Linked DNA regions of Ovis aries: regions 2 and 3 are each linked to region 1. The links are chromatin contacts, called in public Hi-C maps. All regions are on one chromosome and are shown on one strand. The core of a region is the stretch at or near the end of the contact, and the rest is flanking DNA. Distances in the headings are between cores, read along the strand shown.

Region 1 (4,433 bases), core at 958-3,457:
TAGCAAGTTGTGGCAGGAGGAAGAGTGGGGAAAATCATAGTGAAGAAGTGAGGAAAGAGGAAAAAGCTGTAGTGATGAGCTGGCCTGTCTTCCCAATAAGTCAGGGGCCTCTGGCTATATGCTATACTCACTCTTATATTAATATAAACCAGATGCAGAAAAATAAAATCAAGAATGTCCCAAACTAATTTTAAGTCTTTTAAGAGTAAATGACAGAAAACATTTTTGCTTCTTAATCAAGGAGTGCTATAATATAATTTCAAGGCATCTTAATATAATTCATTTAATTCATTTAACTCTAAAGCAATTGTGCAATAAGCAAATTATCATAAATGAAAAACAAGGTTAACTTCCTACAGGGGCCAATAGACAGGGTATCTTGCAGCACAGCAATTAACCTTCACATACTGGAGTCTTGTTTAAAAGGCCATCAAACAACCCAGATTCCTGAAAATCACAAATGTCACCAACAAAAGGAATGTTGATTAAACAGAGTCAAAAAACTTCCTGAAGGGCTGCCTTCTCTGAAGGGATTTCAGACTTGCTAGCATAGGTTGGTTAAGCCAAATCTCACTGACAGCTCCATTAGAGAATGAGAATGCCCCAGTCAGTGCTGTTTGAAAAATGTAAAACACTGGAAGGGGAAAAAAAACAAATAAAACAATCTACTGTTCCCTAATGTATATGGCTTAGCACCCAGAGAAAGCCTCTGCCCCGGAAAGACGCTTTCTACATAGGGCTAAGCTTCATTAAATGAGGTGTAACCTTTCCTTTTCAGGCCATGTCTTTTCTTGCAAGGTCTTTAGAGGCAGAAGTTCCACTTGGATTCTAATACACATCTCTGTGCGCTCAGCTTCCTGAAAACATACACCTGTCGGGTGCTAGGTTCTCCCTTGCCAGTGACTGGATTCACTACTTCACAGCCACCAGAAGCGCACATACACTATTAACATGATGAAAAATACAGCTACTGCTGCAAGTTTGGCATAAGTGGAACGCATGTTCAAGTACTTCGCATCCTGGCGGTATTTCTTGGACAGACTGGACAAATTGTTAGCCTTCGAATCCAATGCTGTCAAAAGGGAAAAAAAGAATAACATTAATTAGTGCTTTAAAGTATTTTATCAACCGTATTAAGAACAAAAATAACCTAAATGAGTAGCACTACTTCAAATCGTGAAGCTGAAATTATCTTTTTTTTTTTTTTTAAGGGTAAGGTTGTATACACTGATTTATTCATGATCCCAAAGCACTGTAAAATCTACAATGCATTTTCAAATAATCAGTTCAACTTATGTTCAAATTCTTGAGGCTATAGAGTGAGTCCAGGGTCTGGCCTCAGACCCTAGTTCAAATCTCCACTGTACCAATCATATGATACTGGGCAACTCAGCCTAAGACCCAACTTCTTTGTATATAAAAATAGGGAATATACAATAAAAGTAACCATATCATAGGATATCTGTAAAGTGAGCACAATGCCTACATGATGGTAAACACTTGATAAACGTTAGCTGATAGCAACTATCTTCATAATCTCTTAATGGTTTAAATCATATTCGCTCATATTTTGACAAATGATAATCCAGGTAAGATGAAAAATGCAGGTAACCAGAAAATTCAATGAACCAGACACTGAGTATTAAGCGGTATCTCAACAGTGACTACTACCAAATTTCTAAAACTTTCCAGATGGTAAAGACTATTATTATGAAGATAACACTATCAGAAATTGTATTTTAGCAGACGTAGGAAAGCTATATTACAATGAAAATACAATCACAGGTGCTAGAAAACTACCAATGTATACTAAATTAAGCTTTTTAGAATCTTCTGCAAAGTTTTATTCCCTATACGAACATTTGTAATGTCATTATCTTCTTTTAATTGTTAACAAAGCACTTAGAGAAATAACCAGATACACATAAGCTAAACTGGGCTTAAAATATATGGCATATTTTTAATAATAAAAACAAACTCTCAGTTTGGCATAACTTCTAATCAAACTTTTCACTTCTTTAAATTTTTGAGAAACTGTTTTGCAATCTGAATCTATTTGGTCTTCCTTGGAGAATGCTTTTGGACTATTTGGAGTTGCTTAATAGGGACTGGTTTTGATTGAGAAATGTGGCATTACTTAATAACACAGGCATGTCAGCCATTTCGAAATTAGTAACTTGTCCTGTAAGAAAAGCACCTTGTCATGCAAAAAAACAGTTAAGGGATGAGAAATAGCCATGACAATACTGCAAGGAATCTTTGCGGTCAGTTTAACAGACTGGACAGAGGTTTTTAACTACTACAGTGTTTCTTACTATATTCTTAGTGCCTAGAACAGGATCTGGCATATAGTCAGTGCTCCATAAATAAGTATTTGCTGAATGAATCTAAATCTGCTGAGAAAAACTGGGAAGAGAAATAAATATTAGGTCATATAAAGTAAGCAACAGTTATGAGAATTTCTTTACATATGAACATTGGAAACACATGGTATCATAAAAACAAAGCTATTGCTTGGAGAAGTACTTTTCTGAGTCTTTGCTTCTTTATCTGTAAAACTGGTTTGATACCACCCACTTCACATGGGATTACTCTAAAGAATAAATAAAATATATGTAAAGTCCCCTTACCATATTGCCTAGCACAATGTAAATGTTCAACAGATATTTGTTACTCTGTGACAATGTTCCTTATCTTACTAATCACATGAAATTTCTTAAGGGTAAAAATGTACTTTGTTTTTATCAGCATATCAACACTATAGCAATTAGCAAAGCACTAGAAGGAAACCCCATATGCTCTTGATTAATTGAGCAGTTTATCATGTTTGGGAACGCATGTAAGAATTAAAGATTTTAAAATTTAAAAAATAAAAAACTAAAAAAATAAAAATAAATAAATATAAATTTTGGCTTTAAAAAAGTTTCCTATACTGGTTTACTTTATCCTGAGTAGAACCTGTGAGTCCGCTATGATGAAAATTTATATAGACTCACTTATCCAAAAACTGATGTTTAAAGAGTATGAAGCTATATACAGTGGGACAATTGCTGACTATAAACATGAAGGTTAAAATCTGAAGTTCATAATAAAGGAAAACCCATTTATTCATTGGAGAAGGGAATGGCAATCCACTCCAGTACTCTTGCGTGGAGAATCCCAAGGACAGAGGAGCCTGGCGGGCTACAGTCCATGGGGTCACAAAGAGTAGGACATGACTGAGGTGATTTCGCATGCATGCATTTAATCATGAATATGTAACAAGGCTGAATTTTAAAAATATACATTAAGGCAACTACCTGTGATGATTACTGTGAAAGAAATAAAATAAGTATATAAAATAGATAAAAAACAGCGTATATGCTCACATTAAACACTTAGGTAACACGTAAACATTAGTTATATATTTTAGGTAAATTAGTACACACACATATACATACCCCATGTGCTAAAAAACATTACATGCTTTTTTACATTACGTAAAATATGTAAGTGTTTTAAGAATTTGAAGGAGTAAGGAGATTAATGCGTAAGGGGCTGTACAGATCAGGGAAGGCTACTTTATAGAGGCAGTTCTTATCTAGAGTCTAAGGAAGGTCCAGGATGATAAAGACACTGAACTGGCTGAGGTGGAATGTTTGTGAACCAGGGAGAATGAAACACTTTTGCAATCTCCTTATCTTCCACAACAGAGAATACAGTGCCTTGCACATTGGCTGCTAAGTGGCTTCAGTTGTGTTCAACTCTATGCGACTCTATGGAATGTAGCCCACCAGGCTCCTCTGTCCACAGGATTCTAGAGGAAAGAAAACTGGAGTGGGTTGCCATTTCCTCCTCCAGGGGATCTTTCTGACCCAGGGACCGAACCTGTGTCTCCTGCGGCCCCCATACTGCAGGCACATTTTTAAATGCTGAGCCACTGGGGAAGCCCACCTTGCACATTATGAGTATTCAATTAATAATGACTGGATGAATGAAAAGTAAGTTGAGACCAGACTAGATCTTGTAGTCACAGGTCTCAGTTTTTCTGCAGAGGAACGCCTTGAGGAAATGGTATTTTACAACAGTTGATCTGGCAGCAGTAAAGTCTCTTGGAGCAGCTACTTATGAAACCATTGCCATAAACCTTTGACAATGTCCTCTCATTCTTCTTTTCGTTTTCCTTACGTGTTTCTATAAATACTAATCTAATTTGGTAAATACCTGGGAAACAGTAATTGTTTCTTACATGGAATGAGACTTTACACTGTTCCAACTCAATAGAAACTAACCACACTAGGAAGAAACATATCATATTGGAAGCTTGTAATGTAATCCATTTTGGAGAAATGAATTCTTAATAATACTAGATAGAATCTGACAGCATAAATGGTAACCCCAAATAAGCTATCCTTGCCTATGGAATAAGAACCACTTGCTCATAAGACTCGTAC
Region 2 (4,341 bases), core at 140-2,639, 190 kb before region 1:
CCACTTCAATAACAACCTGCCTCTGCTTACTGACCCATGCCCCATTCTGAATGGTTTGTCACACCATACATACCTGTCCACTGAGGGGGACAGCGGCAGTTGTAGGTATTGACCCCATCCACACAAACCCCTCCATTCTGACACTTGTGGTTAGGACAGTCATCTATATTCCGCTCACAGGTGACTCCTTCAAAACCTAGTAAGAGAAGGATTAAAAGAAATGATAAATTCTCATAGAGATGATGTGATCTGTTCTTCTCCATAGGACATGGTCATCAGAACAGACTGACTTCATTATTACAGTTCCACTGACAGCAGATGGTCAACCCAAGACTCACCATATAAAAATCCCTCAATCTTCTGTCTTTTCTTGCCTCAGGCATAGACAGCTAAAACGAAACATTATGCCAATGACATGCCTTCACAGTTACCTCACAAGTATTTCAAAGTGTTTTCATGAAATAAAATCCCAGTGAAGATAAATGTCTACTCAGGACAGCTGGTTCTAAAAAAAAGGGTATTAGATTTTCCTCAGCTCCATGCTAGATTAATGAGAAGAACAAATAAAAGATCACCTAATTAAATTTAAATTCCTTTTTGTTTTCTTCTTGGGAAAATCACGGGGGAGAATAGGGAGACATAAAAAAATACTGAACTGAAAATCTGAAGATAAGGGTCAAGTTCTAACCTCACTGCTTATAAGCCATTTAATACTTGGTAATTACAAGCTCCAAAGTAGCTTCCTCATCTGTAAAATAAGTCTGGCTGCACCTGCCCAGCCTGTCTTTCGAGGTTGTTATAAGTGCCACATCGTAAGGACAACACAAATATAAAAAGCCATCTGAAGATGGGGTGTCATTATTACTAACCACACTTGCCAACTCTTATTGTTCATCCTCCTTTTCACACTTATAGCACTGCTTCCTTCCTCTTGATTTTTCCCGTTTATGAAAAATGAAACTAGCACATCAAACTTCACCGTAATTGCACATAGCATGTTCCCCTATATAATTTATGAGTGAGTAAAGTCATTTAGTCGTGTCCAACTCTTTGTGACCCATGGACTGTAGCCTCTCTGTCCATGGGATTTTCCAGGCAAGAATACTGGAGTGGGTTGCCATATCCTTCTCCAAGAGATCTTCCCGACCCAGCGATTGAACCTGGGTTTCCCGCATTGTAGGCAGATGCTTTACCATCTGAGCCACCAGGGAAGTCCTATATAATTTATACATTGGGCTTTTTTATTTCTCTTTCCTTGCTACCAAATCTCTTAACTATTAAAATGGAAGACTATCAGCTTTAAGAGAGGAAGTTTACTGAACATTCCCTTATTTGAAATACATATGACTAAATATTTCGCCTCTTCAGAATGTCCCTTAAGTTTCTCTCTTTTACTCAAAACACATATCGGGTCTTATATTGGCACTGGTATAGTCAAGTAAAAGACGGAGTTCCTGCTTTCAGGACACTGCAGTCTGGTGAGTGGGCAGACATCAATCATGCCTTGCTTTCTTCATTCCTTAGCAGAAGCTACTGTGGTGGTCTACATCTGCTCTGCTACACTGGAACACAGCTGGTTTCTCTGAATACAGTTGCAGTCATGCACATGAGTATGAACCAAGTAACCAAAAAAATTACCCAGAGACCAAAGGAAATCACTTTGTAGAAGATGGAGATAATTGGACGCTTGACTGAAGAGAATTCTATTTCTCTGGGTATTTGCTAAGAAGTCCATGCAAGCAGATGAGTCATTAAGTAAGCTTGAGAAAGACTATGAAAAAATTTATAGACTCAGATTTTTAAAAAATTAATCATATTACTCAAATATCTTCTGGGCTTCCCAGGTGGTGTTAGTGGTAAAGTACCCGGCTGCCAGTGCAGGAGACATAAGAGATGAGGGTTTGATCCCTGGGTTGGAAAGATCACCTGGAGAAGGAAATGGCAACCCATTCCAGTACTCCTGCCCGGAAAGTCCCATGGACAGAGAAGCCTCGCAGGTTACAGTCAACAGGGTCACAAAGAGTTGGACATGAATGAAGTGACTTAGCATGCACTCGTATCTGTTTAATCATATGACAGTCCTTCAAATGGACTGAGTCAGTAAATGCTGAACCGCTTAAGTCCACCCAAAATTATGATGAAGTGAGAGCAAATCTATAGATCCGCAAAGTACCGTCCCTGAACAACAACTGAAGTCCCTGTTTCTGGTCTAGTGCTCTCAAATGGAAACATTCTCTGGAAAAGTTGGATACTTTCAGAATGTGGGAGAGAAATGGGTCCTGGCCCACCACTGTTAGAAACCCATGTGGTTTGCTGGTGTCCTAGAATTGATACCAGCCATCCCAACTCGATCTCCCTAGTGACCAAGGCTAAATATGTTTGGCTAAGGTGTCAAGGAGGTGATGAAGCCTTTGTAGCCAAACTATTTGAATTTATATTAGCCAGTGTTACAATGAAAAGAATTCACCAACCACAGACAAATTAAGAAAGCAGAAACATTTCAACATAACCATAACATATAAGAAATAAAATGTTTTCTTTTCATCACTATTTTTGAGATAGTTCTTACCTGTCACTATGTAGTTATTTAGGCAGAAAGGCAAATAGGTGAAAGAGTTAATTCACGGTTGAAGTATGGCCTCTGGGTTAAACTGCCTAGATTTAATTCTCACACTTTCCATGCAGTAGCTGAGTGAACATGGGCAAGATATTATATATGCTTAATAGTTAAACTTTCTTTCCTCTCTGGACTAATTAACAGGACCTACCTGAAAGGTTGTTTTAACGATTAAATGAGTTAGACAGAAAAAAAAAAACAATTTAATAAATTGTGCCAGAACAACTGAATATCTAGATGCAAAAGAATAAATAAAGTTGGATTCCTTCCTCATCCCATAAACAAAAATGAACTAAAAAATGTATGAGTTAAAATGATAAGATTCTTAGGATAAAACATAGGAGGAAATGAGACTTGGGCTAGATAGAAATATCTTATACATGACCAAAGGCACAAGTCACAAAAGAAAAAACTGACAGTTTGGAATTAATCAAAATTGAAACCACCTGGGTTTCAAAGAATGCCAATCAAGAAAGTAAAGACAGTCCACAGAAAGGGAGAAAATATTTACAAATCATATATCTAGGAGATACAAAGAATTCTTACAACAAAATTAAAATACAATATCCATAATATAATAATACAAATAATCCAGTTATAAAATGGGTAAAGGAGCTAAATAGACATTTCTCCAAGGAAGATATACAAAAGGCCAATAAGCACATGAAAAGATGCTCAGCATCAGCAATCAGGAAAATGCAAATCATGACCACAATAAGCTATCACTTCACACCCACTAGAATGGCTATAATTTTAAAGACAGATAGTAACAAGTGCTGGTGAGGTAATAGAGAAATTGGGAATCCTTATACACTGCTCGGAGAAGGCAATGGCACCCCACTCCAGTATTCTTGCCTGGAAAATCCCATGGATGGAGGAGCCTAGTAGGCTGCAGTCCATGGGGTCGCTAAGAATCGGACACGACTAAGCGACTTCACTTTCATTTTTCACTTTCATGCATTGGAGAAGGAAATGGCAACTCCAGTGTTCTTGCCTGGAGAATCCCAGGGATGGGGAAGCCTGGTGGGCTGCCATCTATGGAGTCGCACAGAGTTGGACACGACTGAAGTGACTTAGCATGGCATAGCATATACACTACTGGTTGGAATGTATTAATAAAATAGTGCAGCCACTATGGGATATAGTCTGGCAGTCCTGAAAAGATTAAATAGGGTTACCATACCACCCAGCAATTCCTCTCATAAGTAAAACCAAAAAGAAATGGAAATGTATGCCCATTCAAAAACTTGTACAAGAATGTTCACAGCAACATTATTCTTAATTGTCAAAAAAAAAGCAGAAGCAGCCCAAATGTCTATTTCATGATGAATGGATAAATACAAAGTGGTAAATCCATATAATGGAATATAATGCATAAACAAGAAGCATACTATGTGTTCCCATTTATATGAAATGTCCAGAATAGACAGCTCTATAGAGAGAGTAGATGAGTAATTGCTTAGTGCTGAGAGGGAGTTGGTGCGGGGTGGGGTGGTGGGGGACAGGTTAGGGAGTGACTGCTAACAGGAACAAAGTTTCTTCCAAAGTCATATAAAAATGAGCTAAAATTTATGTGGTAATGGTTACACATATCTGTAAATATACTCAAAACCACTGAATAGTGTGCTTTAAAATAAAATTCAATGGTATGAAAATTATATCTCAATAAAACTGTTATATTAGAAGGAAAGGCACTTAAAACAATGCCTGATGCACTGTGTTTT
Region 3 (4,074 bases), core at 132-2,631, 230 kb before region 1:
TCAGAAAGCAGGGTAGTATCAGAGACTCCAAGTGACCCCGAAGAGCTCCTGGGATGTTTGACTTCTGAGACGTGGTTTGTTCTGACCTGAAACCCTGCCCCCAGAAAGCACCAAGGGTACTGAGCAGGAAATGGAACAAAAATGAAGGTATCTGAAATGTATGCATGTTGTTCACAATTTGGACACCATTAGCACTTAGAATGTAATATCGGGAGATAACAGCCTCCTTGTCTGGTGATTCTTTTTTAAAAAAAGTAAATGGGTTGGGATGCTTTGAAGGCTGCTATACTCTGAAACAGGAATACTGAGTTAATTCAGCTTAGAAATCACTTAATTTCCCATTTACCTCTAAATGTACTCTTCACTTTTTCACCTGTTGTAAGCATGGCAAATGCTAAGTCTTGGCCAAAGTCCCATCCTCTGGCAAGCATAGCAAGAGCACAAGACTATCTCATGGAACCAAACGTCACACTCTGTGATTCTAGAAAATTACTTGCCAACACATTACACAACTCTCAGGGGCTTGCCAGCTGTGAACACTTCATCAGGGCCAAGATTCTAGCTAGCTGAGACCAGCTCTACTTCAGTGGTACCCACTGGTATCATTATGAAACAGAGTTGGGTTTTCTTTAAGCAGGAGGTTAAGTCAAACAGAATATCCCTCAGAACGCAATCTTGCAGTTAGTACTAAAAGCACAACTAAAGACTCAGAAAATAACCCTGGACTCCTCCCATGTGCTGACTACCCACACGAGGAATGAAACATTCCTCCTTACTTTCCATCTACTCAGTCATGGAAGGCAGGGAAGAAAGTGGTGACTTGGAAGACTCTTCAGCCTAGTCTCAGCTCAGGTCCTGACTAACTGCTACAGGGTATGGCCAGTACTAAAACTCAACTGGCTCGACACGGGTCAATAAGAAACGATGAATACACAACAGCTACTCACCCAGTGAGGCCCCCAGTACAGTTTCCGTGGACACAGGGATTGCTCAGGCACTCGTTCACCTGTGAGTAGCAGCTGGGATGGTGGGGCCCCTCAGGGCAGATACAGCGGAAACCGTTCACATCATTGATGCACGTTGCACCCTTGCGACAGGGATTGGAGGCACACTCATCAATGTCAATGTTACATCTCTGCCCTGTAGAGAAGGGGGACAGTTTCTGTCAAATCCAAAATGCTTAGGGAATAGACCCAGGACCATGAGATCTATTGTACAGATACATTTACCTGCCTAGACTATAAAATGCTGTGGGCACCAAATGTCAAGACTTAAGGAATAAGACATCCAATAGCACTTAGTGCCACGCAAGGAAGGAGCAGAGAGCATTCTACTTTGATAATTTAACAAAGTTAACAAAATACTGGGACGGTGTTGTAGTGTTTCGACATGTGTTTCTTCACTCCAGTTTAGAAATGGGGAAACTTTGCATCAAATATTCAAAGAGAACATCAAATGCAACCAGAGTTGGCTGCTCCTCTTACTGCTGCTGTTTGGAGAACTCTCAAGCTTTTCTTATCACTGTTGTCAGCTGGTTTACTGCCTTCATTCTCGTAAGAGTTAGTCAATCTTTTACATTTCTATATATGGTAAATCTCAATTAACAGGAATGTTCAGTGATTAACACTGAATCACTATTAATGATTAAGTTGCTTAAAAAGAAAAGCCATTTGTTTTAACTTTTATAATTGTATTAATCTATTTTCTGGCTCAGGAAGAAGAGAAACCTAAATATAATTTTATTGTTCTCTGATCACTGAGAAAACAATTCAGGGTCTCTCAATATAGATCAGTAGTTCTTAAATTTTAATGTGCAAGGATTGCTAAAAGTACTTGTTTTTAAAGAAGATCCTTACTGCTTCAAAGTAACATTTTAAATAATATAGGTGTTTCAGATACTACATTTTGAGAAATTCTGATGTAGACAATTATTATTTCATCGTTATAACGTAAATGTTCAGAATATATGAAATTGAAATGTATATGTTCCTCTAAAACATACCCAAGATTGGACTTTGAAAAGATGTCTGCTATAAAGTGGAATAAAGTATGCCAGTTACATATGAGTTTTGCTTTAAGTTTTGAATAAATGATATTTAACTATATATTCCAAAATGATATAAAATTTTAAAATAACCCATAATTCTGTAAATGAGTGGTGACAAGTAACTGCTATGAAGGAATTATAAATTTCAAAGAATACAATTTTCTGATTCATATAAAACCAGGCATTTTTATTTAAGAAAGAGTAACCCTACAATTAGAACAGGAAATTCCAAATGAAATAGATACACACCCTTTTAAAGTATGGGTATTAACATTTTTTCACTCTCTACTACTCTAAATCATTATTGATGGTTCGTGTGGTAAAAAACCCATAATCTGATAGTAGTTGCTGTTTTCCTTTTAAGTATTTCATTAATAACCGATTCTACAATACTACTTTCTTAGCTTCAACTTCTGATTTTTTTTTTTTTTTAGATGTTTGCCACTGGCATCGAGATAAGAGCCACAAGTCTTCAACTACAGCACTATCCTCTGTCTGAAATCCTGTGGAGAATGTAATGAAAAAGTTTTTTCAATTCTGTCTTTTCTTGGGAAAAATATTCTCAGAAGTCACACTTCTCACATTTTCTTTATTTGCTTTTAAAGCTCTCAGCAGAATCAAGTTTCAAGTCATCTTTAGCTGAGAGGGTTAAGTGCCCCTTTGTATAGTCTACCTGGTGAACCGCAGCTGCTTCACTAGCAAATTCTCATCCTTTAAGTAGCATCGGAAATCCCAGCATTTCATGAACTCCCAGCACAAGACTATGTACCTTGCTGGGCTCAGTAACTACTGAATGAGAAATTAGCCAATGTTTCTTATCGTGTAGGTTGATGCCTAACAAATTAGTATTTAATGAATGAAAGCATGGTACAGTGCAGACTCAAGAGTCTAGTGTTGGATGTCAGAGGTTCCATATGTGAGTGCTGGTCATTCATTCAGCAATATTTTCTAAGTGCTCCCTGAGTGCTACACAGTTTTAGAAAATGCTGGCTAAAAAGACAATTAGGGAGGTGCCTGCCTTCTGGGAACTCACAGTCCTAACAGTGAGACTCACTAGCTAAGACCTGTAGCCTTCCAGGCTCCTCAGTCCATGGGATTTTCCAGGCAATATACTGGAGTGGATTGCCATTTCCTTCTCCAGGGGATCTTCCCAACCCAGGGATTGAACCCGGGTCTCTCGCACTGTAGACAGACACTTTACCATCTGAGCCACCAGGGAAGTCCACTAGCTAAGACCATGGACACAATAAGCTCTTTCAGTTGCCTTATTTGTTAAATGAAGATAATAAAAATTCCCTAAGTTTGTTAATTTTAAAATTAAGACATGATTGACATATAACATTGTGTAAGTTTAAGGTATATGATGTGTTGGTTTGATATATTTTATATATTGCAATATGATTACCTCCGCAGTTAGTGAACACTTCTATCATGTCACATAACCATCACTTCTTTTTGTGGTAAAAACAATTAAGATCTACTCTCTCAGCAATTTGAAAGTTTATAATGCAGTATTGCTGACTATAATCACTATGCTATGCATTCAATCAGAACTTATTTATCTAGTAGTTGCAAATTTGCACCCTTAAACAATATCTCCCCAATCCGCTACCCTCCCAGCCTAGACCCTGATAGACAGCATTCTACTCTCTGCTTTCCCGAGTTTGGCTTTTTAATATTCTGCATCAAGTGATACCATACAGTATTTGTCTTTCACTGCCTGATTCATCTCACTTAATGTCCTCAAGTTCCATTCATGTTGTCACAAATGTCAGGATTTCCCCCTCTCTCATGGCTGAATTATATTCCACTCTGTACATACAAGGTATCCTTTACTCATTCATCCATTTGATGGACACTCTGGTTGTTTTGATATCTTGACTATTGTGAATAATGCTGCTATGAACATGGGTGTGTGCAAATACAAACTCCTCTTGAAATATTGATTTCAATTCCTTTAGATACACAACTGTAGAATTCCTGGACCTTATGGTAGCTCAATTTTTAATTTTTTGACAACTGCCATA

The links. Hi-C and Micro-C count contacts between places; a contact is called where the count stands out from the background.
Region 2: a contact with region 1 is called in a Hi-C map of skin fibroblasts, with 1.9 times the contacts expected there. The contact joins two enhancer-like sites. A contact is called at or near these places in 2 of 16 Hi-C or Micro-C datasets (blood and skin fibroblasts).
Region 3: a contact with region 1 is called in a Hi-C map of skin fibroblasts, with 2.8 times the contacts expected there. The contact joins two enhancer-like sites. A contact is called at or near these places in 12 of 16 Hi-C or Micro-C datasets (blood, hypothalamus, liver and 6 more).

The regions. Positions count from the first base shown.
Region 1 is chr1:97,567,159-97,571,591 of ARS-UI_Ramb_v3.0, forward strand. It overlaps SEC22B (SEC22 homolog B, vesicle trafficking protein), which reads right to left. Exons shown (of 5, transcript XM_004002393.6): 5 at 1-1,072. The coding sequence ends at 918. Among named protein-coding and RNA genes, the nearest start is that of SEC22B, 19 kb to the right of the region's middle. Within about 2 kb of position 2,208, at least 12 of the 54 cell types and tissues checked have an H3K27ac peak or open chromatin away from gene starts, as enhancers often do. A contact at or near this core is called in liver and tail adipose tissue, where this site is marked.
Region 2 is chr1:97,374,787-97,379,127 of ARS-UI_Ramb_v3.0, forward strand. NOTCH2 (notch receptor 2) reads right to left here. Exons shown (of 34, transcript XM_060401816.1): 5 at 74-196. Among named protein-coding and RNA genes, the nearest start is that of NOTCH2, 130 kb to the right of the region's middle. Within about 2 kb of position 1,390, at least 2 of the 54 cell types and tissues checked have an H3K27ac peak or open chromatin away from gene starts, as enhancers often do.
Region 3 is chr1:97,333,375-97,337,448 of ARS-UI_Ramb_v3.0, forward strand. It overlaps NOTCH2 (notch receptor 2), which reads right to left. Exons shown (of 34, transcript XM_060401816.1): 13 at 948-1,140. Among named protein-coding and RNA genes, the nearest start is that of REG4, 140 kb to the left of the region's middle. Within about 2 kb of position 1,382, at least 9 of the 54 cell types and tissues checked have an H3K27ac peak or open chromatin away from gene starts, as enhancers often do. A contact at or near this core is called in liver and tail adipose tissue, where this site is marked.